Linked DNA regions of Rattus norvegicus: regions 2 and 3 are each linked to region 1. A link is a contact called in public Hi-C data. All regions are on one chromosome and are shown on one strand. The core of a region is the stretch at or near the end of the contact, and the rest is flanking DNA. Distances in the headings are between cores, read along the strand shown.

Region 1 (4,751 bases), core at 1,114-3,613:
TAGAAGGGTTTCTAGGCTCACTCTCCCAGCTGGACTTTCATCTCTGTCTCCAAACTCTTCCTTCTTCCCAGTTCTTCCTCCGACACATCCACAAAGACCATCATCCCTCTATAGCCTAACATCTGCTCTTTTCTCCGGAAGGCCAAAGGACCTGGTAAGTTTGAAGTAACCCTGCAGTGAACTTTGTTAGGAAACAGGGTCTCACTCTGTAGACCCTGTTTGGGGTCTGGAGCCCTGTTTGGCTAGACTGGAACTCACTAGGTATGCCAAGCTGGTCTCAGATTCATCACGTGACCCTCCTGCCTCAGCCTCCTGGGTGCTGGCTCCCTACCCAGCCTGAAGAAGAATTTTAAAGATAAGTGTTTTCAGGGGACTGTGAGGTCAGAACGCATAGGCTGGTGTGAGCAGAGCTTAAGGGAGCTGGGGCAGGGAGTAAATCTTTGCACCATAAAATAAATGAGAAAATCCTCCTCTTTTCTGTTCCCATGCCCTTCCTGCTGCAATGTGGACCATTTCGTCAGGGTCAGGGCACCTCTGGCCATTCCTTTTCAACTCATTTTATAAGATCTAAAGATGAGGGAGGGGACAGTCAGGCAATTTCTATATACATTGATTTATCCATCCGTGTGCATCCAGGGAGAGTTTGAGTTTAGTGTGTGACTGGCGTGGCCTTGAAAGCTGCCTGCCGTCGTCTGTCCGTCCGTCCTCTTTCCTGAGCATCATAAAGTTTATGATTGTTCTATGAGTAGTTATTTCTCTCACTTTGAAGATTCCTTTGAAAGTTCTTGTTCTCACGTTGTGTTGAGTCATTGGTACCAGAGTCAGAGGGAAAAGAAAAAAGGGAAAAAGGAAAAAAAGAAAACAAAAAACAAAAAACCGTGGGTCAGCACCACGCACTCAGAACCACATAGTCCTGGGCAACACAAACACAATACAAAGACAGAACTTGATGGTCAGAGTGACTGAGAAATCACAACTGGAAAGTGGTATTCAAAAGGAATGGCGACACCAGCGCGCCTCCACTGGCCACTGAGGGCATGCAAAAGTGGTCACTCCAGAGCTGGGACACAAAGCACCATTCTCAGCTTATTGAGACAAGAATCTAGAACTTTACGGTCAGGTCCATGACTATGTAAAAATTAAAAAAAAAAAATCTCTGACAAGTGTAAATACATACTTTTTCCGGAAGGCTTGGGGGAATCCGAGAGGGTACTGTTATTATCAATAAAAAAAAAAGTTTTATTTCGAAGTTTCCCTGGGGGAAAAACCAAGAGCAGTCTCTGGAGTTTGTATCACTCTGCAGTGCTGAGACACCCCCCCCTCCTCTAGGATACCGGCCTCTACTTTGATGCGACTCCTAACCACGTCGCCGCCGCCAAGCAGCAGCTCGTCACAGCAGGGTGAGGTAGCTTTACGACTTTAAACGGGACAAGAACCCTGAAACACACCTAAACACGATCAATAATTCAGGGCGCCCCCGGGGCGTCCCAGGAGCTTTGAGGCAGCGCTCCTTGCCAAGGGAGGCAACCTTCAACCACGCTTCACCTAGACCATCCCTCCTGGAAGGGAGTCTTTCAATTTGCAGTCTGACTGGACAAGCTCAAAGTAGTTGGAAGGGTCCAGGCAGCGCCCAGGGAATAGTGGATGCCCCCAAGGCTTCGGTGCTTCCAAGTGAACACATCCGGGAGAAGCCAATTAGGGGAAAGAGAACCGGCCGAAGCAGCTCGGAGAACCGGCCGAGCTCCCGAGGCGTAGTCCGCCCCCAGGCGGCCCCGGGGAGAGGCTTGGATCCTAGGACCGGAGCAGGCGCCGTGCGTTCCCACTCCGGTCTCCACCCTAGACACTAGTGGGAAGCAGCGGGCAACAGGAGAGCCAGCGCAGGAGAGGGCGCAGAGCCCGTGTCCAGAAGTCCCATCCCTTGTGTGACCCGTTGGCTAGGGCAGCTGGGCACAACCCGCAAAGGAAAGCGGATCCAGCGCGCGGCGAAGGCCGGGAGGCGGCGACGGGCTAGGGCGCTTTAAGACTCTCCCCGCCCACCGGCGGCGCCCGCCTCCGCCCTCCGCTCTCCCCGCCCCGGGGTCCGGGAGAGAGCTGCGATTGGGCGGGCGCGGCGATCCCTTTGAAGTGTGGCTGCAGATCGCGGCTATTTGACGTGCAGCTCGCGGAAGGCGAAGGTTTTTGTGTTGCTCGCCTGGGCTAGCGGCGGCGGCGGCGGCGGCGGCGGCGGCGGCGGCGGCGGCGGCGGCGGCGGTGGAGGAGGGGAGGCGGCACGGAGGCGCAGCGGCTGCTGCACGGCGTTCGACGCAGCGGAGCGAGCCCACCCGCCCCCGGAGCTCGCCTCCCGGAGCTTCCCCTCCCTCCCCGCCCCCCCAGTGGCGCTGCCTCCTCCAAATGAGCGATTCGCCCGCTGGATCTAACCCAAGGACACCCGAAAGCAGCGGCAGCGGCGGCAGCGGCGGCGGCGGGAAGAGGCCGGCGGTGCCGGCAGTGGTGTCCCTCCTGCCCCCGGCGGACCCCCTGCGCCAGGCGAACCGGCTCCCTATCAGGGTCCTGAAGATGCTGAGCGCTCACACCGGTCACCTCCTGCACCCGGAGTACCTGCAACCGCTGTCCTCCACTCCCGTCAGCCCCATTGAGGTCAGTCTCCCGGCGCTGCCCACCTAGAACTGAACCCACTCCTCCACCCATGCTGGGCCCTTGGCTCTGCTCCCTGCCCCCCCCGCCCCCAGTAGCTCAGTGGGACGAGAGGCCCGAAGCTGGCCACGCTGGCGGAGCTCCTGAGGAGGGACGGAAGGCAGGAATCAGACCCCTCCAGGTTCTCCCTAGACTCCTGGGTGGAAGGTTTTTGCCCACTCGCCCTTTGGAGCTGCATGTTTTCTATAGGGCTGGATTTGCTCTTGTGGTGCCCAGAGTCCTTTACTTTTTCTGTGGCCCCTTAGAGTCCTGTCCAAAGACTGCTTCTGGACCTCCCTCGCCTCCACCCCGATCTGTTCTCTTGGAAGCCAGAGGTGTCCCTCTGCATCTTCCGCGGCCTGGTGGGGCACAGTGCAGAAAACCAGGCACTCGCGATCCTGGGTCTTTCTTCACCCTACTTCTCAGGGTGTCCTCCCTGGGAGGGAGGGAGGGAGGGAGGGAGAGAGGGAATGAGAGAGGGAGGGGCTACTCACAGGGCCAACTGCGGCTCTGCCTTTAGAAGGCGCCTCTCCCTACTCTTACCCCGAGCGCCATCACCAGAAACCCGTCCCAAACGAAGTTCTCCCAAACTAAAGGCTTAAGTTTTTCCCTGGGCCAAAAAGATGGGAAAATTAGATTAAAAAGGGGGGAGAATCACCACCCCGATTACAGCGAAGTCATCTTTATCTGGGAGGGCCGTTGTTGAGTCGTTTCTCCTGCGCGCCAGCGCCCATGACACACTCAGGGACTAACCCACAAGGCTAGTGCCATTCTGCCCAGCTGCTCCGCCAGAGCCAGGCCCTCTTTGGGTGACCCTCTTCTCTAGGCCCCCGTCATTCCCCCGGTGCCTGACTCTGCCTCCCTGCGCACTTGGTGGGTCTCCTATTCTCACCGTCTTCTCATTCCCCCTTGCCACTGTCTCCCGCAGCTGGACGCCAAGAAGAGTCCTTTGGCTCTGCTAGCCCAGACCTGCTCGCAGATCGGCAAGCCCGACCCGCCGCCCTCGTCCAAGCTCAACTCCGTGGCGGCGGCGGCGGCCAACGGGCTGGGATCCGAGAAAGACCCGAGCCGCTCCGCCCCCGGCGCCGCCTCTGCGGCCGCGGCGCTCAAGCAGCTGGGGGACTCCCCGGCGGAGGACAAGTCCAGCTTCAAGCCCTACTCTAAGGGCTCCGGCGGCGGCGACTCCCGCAAAGACGGCGGCTCCTCGTCGGTGTCCTCCACCACCTCTTCGTCCTCCTCATCCCCGGGAGACAAGGCTGGCTTCAGGGTCCCCAGCGCCGCCTGCCCTCCCTTTCCCCCGCATGGAGCAGCGGTCTCCACCTCGTCAAACTCGTCTTCGCCGGGCGGCTCCCGCGGAGGTTCCCCACACCACTCAGACTGCAAGAGCGGCAGCGGCGGGGCCGGCGGCGGCGGGGAACTGGACAAGAAAGACCAGGAAGCCAAACCCAGTCCCGAGCCAGCCGCTGGAAGCCGAGGCAGCAGCGGGGACTCGGCTCACGGTGGCCCGGAGGCCACCGCATCAGGGCGCAAATCCGAACCGCCCTCCGCCCTGGTGGGGGCGGGCCACGTGGCCCCAGTGTCACCCTACAAACCAGGCCACTCGGTGTTTCCACTACCGCCCTCCAGCATCGGTTATCACGGCTCCATTGTGGGCGCCTACGCCGGCTACCCGTCTCAGTTCGTGCCTGGCCTGGATCCTAGCAAGTCTGGTTTAGTGGGAGGTCAGCTGTCCGGGGGCCTGGGCCTGCCACCCGGCAAGCCCCCCAGCTCCAGCCCGCTCACCGGGGCCTCCCCACCCTCCTTCCTGCAGGGATTATGCCGTGACCCCTACTGCCTAGGAGGCTACCACAGCGCCTCGCACCTCGGTGGCTCTAGCTGCTCCACTTGCAGCGCGCACGATCCGGCCGGGCCCAGCCTTAAGGCCAGTGGCTACCCTCTGGTGTACCCCGGGCACCCCTTGCAACCTGCGGCGCTCTCCTCCAGCGCCGCCCAGGCCGCGCTCCCGGGCCATCCTCTCTACACCTATGGCTTCATGCTGCAGAATGAACCGCTGCCACACAGCTGCAATTGGGTGGCGG
Region 2 (4,751 bases), core at 1,359-3,858, 400 kb before region 1:
CTGGGAAACCTGCTGATGAAGGTCACACTTAATCAGGAGAGAGCTAGAAACACGGTGTGAGACCACAGCAGGAGAACAAGGCCAAAGCTGGCTCCAAAGAGTCAAGGCTCAGGGTCAACTCCCATCCGGCTCGTTTCCCTCCCCAGATCTTAAGTTCACCTTGCTTTGCTTGTTTTACCCTTAGCAGTCAGTCCTGTTCGTCTAGTGTGTTTAAGGGATGCTGATTTCAGGGTGAATGATATGGCTCAGGATGCAAGGGGCTTTCCTCGAAGAAGTTCTCTCCCAGAATTTACATGGAGGAGGAAGGAGAGAAGCAAGCCCATGTGAATACTTCAGGGAGCACAATGCATGTACACACACACACACACACACACACACACACACACAGACACACACAGACACAGACACACACACAGAGACATACACACACAGACACACACAGACACACACACACACACAGAGACACACACACACAGAGACATACACACACAGAGACACACACAGACACAGACACACACAGAGACACACACAGGCACACACACACATAGACATACACACACAGAGACACACACAGACACAGACACACACACACACAGACATACACACACAGAGACACACACAGACACAGACACACACACAGAGACATACACACACAGACACATACACATACACACAAACACACACACAGACACACAAACACACACACAGAGACATACACACACACACAGGGAGAGAGACATACACACAGACAGACACACACACACAGACACACACACAGACAGACACACAGACACACACACACACACAAAGACATACACACACATATATACACAGACACACACAGAGAGATATACACACACATACACACACATATATACACAGACACACACACACAGACACACACACAAAGACATACACACAGACACACACACACACACACAAAGACATACACACACATATATACACAGACACACACACAGACACATACACGCACAGACACACACAGAGAGATATGCACACACATACACACACATATATACACAGACACACACACAGACATATACACACACATACACACACAGACACACACAGAGAGATATACACACATACACACACATATATACACAGACACACACACAGACATACACACACAGACACACACAGAGAGATATACACACACATAAACACACAGACACATACACACAGACATACACACACATACACACACAGAGATACACACAAACACAGACACAGAAACACACAGACATACACACACACACACAGACACACAGACACACAGACACACACACACACACACACACACACACACACACACACACACACACACACACACACACAGGTTCTACCAACATCTCAATAAGCTTGAAAGAGGACCCTAAGCGTGAGCTAGTATCACAGCCCTACAGACACTTTGATTTAGCCCAGGAAGAAACTGGTGGAGGACCCAGATACCAGATAACTCAGGCCTGGACTCCTGTCCCAGGAACTGAGATTATAAATGGGCATGAGGGGGTTGGGGATTTAGCTCAGTGGTAGAGCACTTGCCTAGCAAGTGCAAGGCCCTGGGTTCGGTCCCCAGCTCCAAAAAAAAAAAAAAAAAAAAAAAAAAAAAAAAAGATTCACTTGCATAAATGGGCATGAGGTTAAGCCATGGTAACTTGTTAGACAGCAATAGAAAGCCAATATATTATTCAATCAAATCGTGGTGCCTACCCCATTTCCAGTGTTTGCAATGCTACAGCCTACCTATCACAGTGTGCCAAGTACTGCTCCTTAGTAAGATGCTCGACTAAGTGTTCCCCAAAGGACCCTTCAACAAGCAGTGCTTGGGGCTGGAGCAGAAGGAAAGACTTTGTGGGTTTCTACCATCATCATGGAGCTGAAGGTCACACAGAGAGCCATAGCTGAAACTGGACTCAAGTTCTGGCCTTTGTGTGCCAAGAGGAGAGAGCTTCCCTCTATTTCATACACATACCCCATCCTGGCCAAGGAAAAGGGTTGTTTAAAACTAAAGCCCCTGTGGCTTTACTCTTGCTTAGGACTATTGATCCCCCAAAAAACAAGAAAGGAAAGTGGAGTGGTTGAAATATGGGTGCCAACATGACTTCCCTTCCTGGTGTGGCTTGAATGTGGGTATAAAGGCTTCATTCCCACAGCGGAAGCACAGGGTGGTGCTATGGGCTCTTAAGAGGCAGTGTCTAGGGAGAAGTCCAAGATTGTTGGGGACTTGCCCCAAAGGACCCTGTGGGGACCCAGTTTTCTTTATTCCCCCACTTTCCTCTGCTCACGATATTCATGATATGACCAATCCTGCCAACCCAGCCCTCCGCTCGTCAGAGTCCACACCCACAAGGCCATCGTCTTGAATTTGAACCTCAACGCTAGACACTAAACAAACCCCTCTCGTTATAAGCTAAATGCCAGGTATTTTGTTGCAGAAATGTAAAGCTCGCTAATATATAGCCTCCTCGTCCTCCTCCCAATTGTCTGTTTCCCAAATCAATCCTCCAGTTTAACACTGGGAAGGGCAGGGCAGTGAAAAGTCAGGCCTGTTCTAGGATCCAAGTCTCACTCCATTCCAGGGCTCCCTGCCGAGTCCAAGCAGCTGAGTACAACCAGCTTTCCTGCCCTCCCTTGACCCAAGGAGGCTGATATCCAGCCAAACCACTCATCAACAGACTGGCTGTCATTTGTCATTCATGATGTCAGATCAAATCCAAGCAGCAATTAGAAAAGCAGATTGCGACATTGTGCCCTTTATTACTGGTGTTTCTGTGAGACACGAGCAACAAGAAGTCCCCAGAGAGGAGCCGTGAAAGAGAAATGAAAAGGATCAGAAAAGAAACAAGAAACGTACTTTTTCCCTTGCTGCGATCTTCACAGCACAGCCATTTTGTAATGGGCACCGTATGAGCAGCCACGCACAAGCCCGGTAACCTCTTTCCAAATGGTAATAAATCCCCCTGGACCCTGACACACTTGTAATTTACAACTTGGCTAAAATGAACATTATTTCAAGCTAAGTGTATTCTCAGAGGTGTCGGAGACTGTAGCAGCATTCCTGCTGACAGAGGGGTTTCTTTTTAAATGTCATGCATTCAGTTTCATTACTTCCAAATAATTGCCCGGAAAGATCGGGTGCTGGACAGGAGGCCCACTTTACATCACCCTGAGTCAGTTTCATCATCATTGAGGGGGCCCACTGGGAGCTGGTTTCAGCCTGGGGAGGGCTGAGCTCTCAATACCCACTTTTCTGCTGTCCTCCTGGCTGTGCAGGAATGGTACCCTCATCACTGCATGGGCAAGCTGTGGATTAGACGGAACATAATCTAGAGATAGAAACATGATCTATCACCACTGCTGCCCCCACATGGTATTCTTTTTATCCATTGCATTATACTAACCCTGTATGTCTCTCTTGTTGGCCGGTGCTTACTGAAGGACAAGATGTCATTAGCTGGGTTCAAGAGGAGACTTCCATCCTGGCCTTTACAGTGTAATTTCAGAAAGCATCCATTCTTTTTTTTTTTTTTCTTTTTTTCGGAGCTGGGGGACCAAACCCAGGGCCTTGTGCTTGCTAGGCAAGCGCTCTATCACTGAGCTAAATCCCCAACCCCGAAAGCATCCATTCTTATCGAATGGTTTTGACTTTAGAGATCTGCTTTTGGTCATGTTGGTCTGCAACAAATCACCACAGCATGTAATAGTTTACTTGTTTTGTGAATTGGTATTCATGGTTGTTCTTTCCAGTGTGACCGTTGGGACCACTTGGGGCTGTGGTCATCTTGGTGACTAGACTGGACTACAGGGTCCTTTTAAGCTAATACACAGATCTGGTGCCTGAGGGTAGAAGACAGGAGGGCTGGACTCAGCTGAGTAAGGTAGAAGCTTGGGCCTTTCCCTCAGGTAGATCATGCATTCATGTGACTTCTCCATATGGTCTCTTCATGTGGAGAGTTCTACAAAGTAGTTAGATTTCCAACCTGGCACCTGAAAACTCAAAAAATCATGTGGAGGTAAAAGCCACCAGGTCTAGTACAGGGTCACAGTTTGTCACATTCTACTGGCCATACTGAGCCATACAGACAGTTTAGATTCCACGCCAGCGTGAAGAGGTACAGATTATTCAGGCGAGTTTGGAAAACTAACTTTCTATCAAAAAGATGAGAAGAACAGAACAAGAAGCCATACACCCTCTGGAAAATGTCTCTAAATGATGACCACCAATTCTAATCCTTTGTTAAGAATGAGGACAGACTCTGCTCTCTAAACCATATACCTAGATATGTACTGTACACCAAGATATATGCTGCAGCTCTGAGCTGAACAATCTGTCCCAAGCAAGCAGATGACAAGTTCTACAAGTCTAGGGTGCCATTGCATAAAAGTCTTCCTCTCTCCCTGCAGCTTCAGCTATAGCAGGTTCAAAACTCCATGGACCTCATAAGGCTTCTGAGGAGTTAAGGACTTGAATGTTTGCCATTAGTTCATCAACAGAACGATACCCTCCCATGCCCCCCAGCTCAGATCAGGTCCTAAACATGAATCTAGACCTTAAATTCATCAGAGGTCTTGGATTCTTTAGGCTAGGACCAAGCCACAGCCAGAGATTTGAGGAGTCTCTCCTGATGATTTTGGGTTTAGCACCCCACATTAAAGATTCTGATTGCACTTGGATTTTTTTCAAGTTTTATTCTTTTGAATATTTTAAACTTATTCTTAAACTTTTC
Region 3 (4,751 bases), core at 1,125-3,624, 370 kb before region 1:
CTGGGCCCTCAGCCTGGGCCACCGGAAGCTGAGGCTTTACCTACATCCAACCCAAGCCATTCAGTTTTACGTCATGAATGGCGGGGGTTATTTAACACTTCAGCAACTAAGTTTCATTAGCTGGAAAGAATCAGCAGGAAGGTTAGAAGTTAAAACAAGGTGGTGTCAAATCCTTCTTACCTGAATGTTCTGGGAAGATTGAGTTTGCCTGTAAGCACTAAAAGCTCAACTCAGGGTGACTTAAAGAAGTGTTTATTTTCTCACATAACAGAAGTCAACTGGTCCGAGGTACAGGGTCTGTTTTCAAAATGTCTGCCTTAGAATTATTTAGTGTTAGCTGTTTCCCACCTCTATTTCCGCCTAACCTCTTTGAGAACATGGTCACGGGTGGCCCCTGCAGCTCCAGGTATCCTGACCATGTTCCAGGAAAGAAGAAAGCAGAAGGAAGTCTTTGAATTTCATTGTCCCTGAATTAGGAAAATCAGTTTCCCCAAAGGCCCCAACAACCTTAAGCGTTGGACCCAACAAAATGCCCAAGAGACAAGGATAAGTCATCATCCGATTTATGATTGGGGTTCTGATCATGAGGAAATTGTGTTATCAAGTAATGGGGCTTACCATGCAAGGCGTGTGGGCTGGGAGACAAACAAGAACTTCGTAGGTATACATGATTTTCTTCCTGCTTCCCCAGGAAGGTTCTTCTTTGTCCCTGGAGGAAGGCACTAGCCAACGACTCTTGGGGAGAGGGGTGCCTGCGCAGTGAGCCCTGCATGACTACTGTCACCAAGTGTGAGTGAGCTGCCACCAGAGCCCATTGTCTTCACATCCTGCTCTGCTCTTTTTTAAAAGTCAGCAAAATCCCTGGTCTTTGTTCAGTCTTAAAGTAACCTTGGGTGTTCAGGGAAAATTCAGGTAGGCCATCTAAGAAGCAGCACAGGACAACGGATGCAAAAACATCCATCTCTTTCCAAGAGGCTGCGGTCCATGATGACTTCAGAGAAGGCCCTTGGATGTCTTTTATTGTTTAGCCACGATCTGCATTCCTCCGTGCAGCTTATCTGCTCCTCTGGTTATGCACATGTGTGTATATGTGTACATGTGCATGCATGTGTGTGTCTGTGTGTGCTTATTTCTAATACCCGCCTCCCCCAATCCACCCGCTGTGCATGAGCCAGGTTTGTCTTTCCGCGAAGGCGCCTTTCCCTGGGCTTGTTCAGGGAGGTTCCCACAGGCTGTCTGCTTTTTATGTCCTGATGGTTGCTTTTAGCCTCATTGCTGGCATCGCTCTTGCAGCCGCGCTCTCTCACTCTTGCAGCCGCGCTCTCTCACTCTTCCTGCCTTCCCTTCTCAGGTCTGTTTTCTGCTGGAGTTGCATTTCTCCCTTTATTTTATTTTATTTTTTTCTGCTGACAGAGACAAGAGCTCGTCCTAGTTCCCCACTTCAGGATTTGTTGCAAACTTCAAGGTACAGGTTTACGGCCGCCCGTGTCCCGGTTATAGCACAGCTCTTATGGGTCCTAATAAACCCAGCTGCTCTGGGGGCCTCTTAAATTCCGGCAGAAAGACGGAGAAAAAGCACTGCTCAGTCCTGTGCCATTCGGGACACCTCATCCTTCAAGGATGGCGATAATGTTTCTTTCTTGCGGGGAACCGAACGCCCATAACTCTTGGATGTTGCCTAGGAACAAAAGGTGAAAGGCAAGGCCTTCTCTTCTTCCAGGTGTCTAGCTGATGGTAGGTCGGAAATGTAGATAGGGCTTGGGTGCATCATGGAGGATGCATGTCAGGATTTCATCTAGCCTCAAAGCCTCCAGTGCTAAACATGAGGTTGGGTTTTGACAGATTAGGATGAGTAGAAATCCCACAAGGAGACGGTTCTCCCTAACCTTTGAGGGTGGCCTGCGAACACCTTTAACACAGCTTCCACATTCTTCACCAAAGCCGCTCACAAAACACTTCCTCTTACTTTTGTGAGGAGATCCATATAACAAGTTTTCCATGTGAGACAGTTAGTCTTCTATTGTCACAAACTGGCACCAGCTAGAGTCACCTCGGTTGAGGAGCTGCTTCAGACAGATCGGCCTGTGAGGATGTTGTGAGGCATTCTTGTCGATTGTTAACTGAACAATTATACCCTTTAAGTGACTTAGCCTGGGCTATATACTAAACATAGCTGAGCAGGTCAGAAGCAACAGAGCACTAAGCTTAGAACACTCCTCCACGTATCCCTGCCTGACTTCCCTCAATGATGAACTGTGCCCCGGAAGTGTAACCGCTAAAATAAACCATTTCCTCCCTGATGAACTGTGCCCCGGAAGTGTAACCGCTAAAATAAACCATTTCCTCCCTGATGGACTGTGCCCCGGAAGTGTAACCGCTAAAACAAACCGTTTCCTCCCGGGGTTGATTTTGGCCAGTTTCATCACAGCCACATAAGCCAGGCAGAACACCGAGGGGGTGGTTTAATTGTTAGTTGTGGTGAACTGCTCATGGTCACAGAGATGCTTAAGAGACTAAAAATCGGTTGTTGTGAAATATCCCACGCTTCTCTCCATTTCAAACTGGCGATATTAGAGGTCAAAGGCTGTGGGATGGTAGGGTGCTGTCCATACCTATCTCTAGAATGTACTCCAGCAGACTGCTTTAGAGAGAAAAAAAAAATGAAAGCAGATCTAGAAGTCCCCGCCTCTAGAGCTAGCCATGTGCTCTTCAGAAAGCCACTAAACCTCTTGGGGCTTTAGATCCATCATTTATAAAAATAAGCACCAGCCTTCCCAAGATGCCTTGGGCCTTACTCTGGGGCTCGCTTGTTCGGAGCGCCCCCTTACGATTTCACATCGAAGTGCATGCTATTCTTTTAGCATGAAAAAGACTGAAGTTTTGAGAGTGTGTATCTAGACCAGTGGTTGCCAACCTTCCTCATGCTGGGATCCTCATGAGGATCACCACAGTCCTTCATGTGGTGGTGACCCCCAATCATCAAATCATTTACATTGCTCTTCTATAACTAATTCTGCTACTGTTATGAATTATAATGTAAACATCTGCTATGCAGGATCTCTGCAACCATGTGAAAGGGTCCTTGGACACAGGGGGTCGCGACCCACAGGTTGAGAACTATGGGTCTAGTGTTTGTCTGAGTTCTTGCTATGGTTTGGGCAGGTGTGTCTCCATGGAAATTTCACATCCTGGGTTGATCCCTGCGCAGTGGCATCAAGAGATGGTGGGCTTTTTAAGGGAGTCCTAGTGAGAGGTAATTTAGTGATTGTAACACTATCCTCACAAAAGAATTCACGTCTCTCTGACTGGGTGGATTAGGTCTTGAAGTATGAGATCTGGGTTGGCAACTACAGATGTATTGTACAGAAAATCATCTTCTACCCTGCCATTTACACATATCCTTACCATCCACCTGAAGGACTTGCGGCCAAGCAATGCCAGAACCAGGTCTCTGGACTTTCAGATCTGCATCTTAAGCAAGCCTCTTTTGTTTACAAGTCAACCGACCTCAAGCACTTGGTCAGCGCAATAGAAAACAGAATAACTCAGGTGTTGGTGTTCTATCCGTGCCCCCCTGAGCTTCCATTGAGCATGTAACTTGTAACAAGAGGGGTGGACAAGTACATGGCTTTATGGCTGGCGCTCATAAATGATGACTGACCTATTGCTCAAAATTTTCCTCCTGATGACACACAGGAAAGTTGCTCTCTATGCTTCATGAGAGACTGTTGAGGGCAGGGTAGCAGGATGGTTGGCGACATTGCTCATCCAGGGGTAACCTCTCATTCTTGCTTTTCTCGAGGATTTGGCGGTTCAGGACACAACGTTGACATCATAGACTTGTTTCCAGCGGTCTGAAGTTCTTTGTTTCCCTGCCTTCAACACCGATTGAGAGGACCCAAGTCACTTAGCCTGCTCTGTTCTTTTTGCACTTATAAAGCAGAGTAATCTAGAGGGGTACCTCAGGTCACCTTAAGCTCTTCCCTTTGACCCAGGTTTTGCATTAAATGAAAACTATTAGTATTCGGAAATGCTTTACTGTGAGGGCAGCTGTGTGACCATGACCTCTGTGTTTGTGTAAAGGTGTTTTTATTACCACCATGCCAGGGGTGGACAGGAGAGTCAGAGGAAGAGAAAGCTACTGCTTATTAACATGGATCTTGTAAATGTTCAATCCTCAGTGGCTCAGCTCTCCGGGGTGGAATCTGCCTGTCGGTCTGTATTTTACCTGGCACTGCCTGTGTACCCAGCCAGGAGTCCACAGTAGGGACTCTGACCCAAGAAGATGCTGTGTAGCCTTCATTACTCTCTACGTTGCATTTGTCTCCAATGGCCATGAGTTTGTTCCTTCCTGCCCTTGACTCACCTTCTTCCTCGGCAAAAGACAGTTCATGTCTAGTCTTCCTGTCTATTTTTATAGTTCCTTAAAGGCCAGTCTGAGCTACACTGTGAAACCATGTCTAAAGAATCTTAGATTAGTGGTAGAATCCTTGCCCACCCTGTCCCTAGTTCTTCCTTCATCCTCAGCATGCTGGTAATGAAAACATGTTTATACAAGTATAGAAGACATGGCCTCATGGCTAGCCCCAGGGAAAGGATTTTGCAAATACCTTCCAGTTTCCATTTCTTAAAACATTCCAGGGTCAGTCCCAGCATAACAAAAAGAATGACATTTCAAACGTCAATGCCTGTTAATAAAGCTTTATTGGGACACAGCTGCTGACTACCAGCTGCTTTTGTGCTGTGAAGGC

The links. A called contact is a pair of places that touch in the nucleus more often than the background predicts.
Region 2: a contact with region 1 is called in a Hi-C map of psoas muscle, with 2.6 times the contacts expected there. The contact joins the enhancer-like site here to the promoter of Zfp703 in region 1. A contact is called at or near these places in 1 of 12 Hi-C or Micro-C datasets (psoas muscle) and 1 of 1 datasets of contacts at active chromatin or transcription factors (oligodendrocytes).
Region 3: a Hi-C map of the A7r5 cell line shows a contact between it and region 1, with 2.9 times the contacts expected there. The contact joins the enhancer-like site here to the promoter of Zfp703 in region 1. A contact is called at or near these places in 1 of 12 Hi-C or Micro-C datasets (the A7r5 cell line) and 1 of 1 datasets of contacts at active chromatin or transcription factors (oligodendrocytes).

Annotation. Positions count from the first base shown.
Region 1 is chr16:71,781,122-71,785,872 of GRCr8, reverse strand. Zfp703 (zinc finger protein 703) reads left to right here and starts at 2,363. Exons shown (of 2, transcript NM_001109425.2): 1 at 2,363-2,637; 2 at 3,602-4,751. The coding sequence starts at 2,392.
Region 2 is chr16:72,183,993-72,188,743 of GRCr8, reverse strand. No RefSeq gene overlaps it. Among named protein-coding and RNA genes, the nearest start is that of Rpl21l3, 360 kb to the right of the region's middle. Within about 2 kb of position 2,608, at least 8 of the 93 cell types and tissues checked have an H3K27ac peak or open chromatin away from gene starts, as enhancers often do.
Region 3 is chr16:72,152,099-72,156,849 of GRCr8, reverse strand. No RefSeq gene overlaps it. Among named protein-coding and RNA genes, the nearest start is that of Rpl21l3, 330 kb to the right of the region's middle. Within about 2 kb of position 2,374, at least 3 of the 93 cell types and tissues checked have an H3K27ac peak or open chromatin away from gene starts, as enhancers often do. A contact at or near this core is called in the A7r5 cell line, where this site is marked.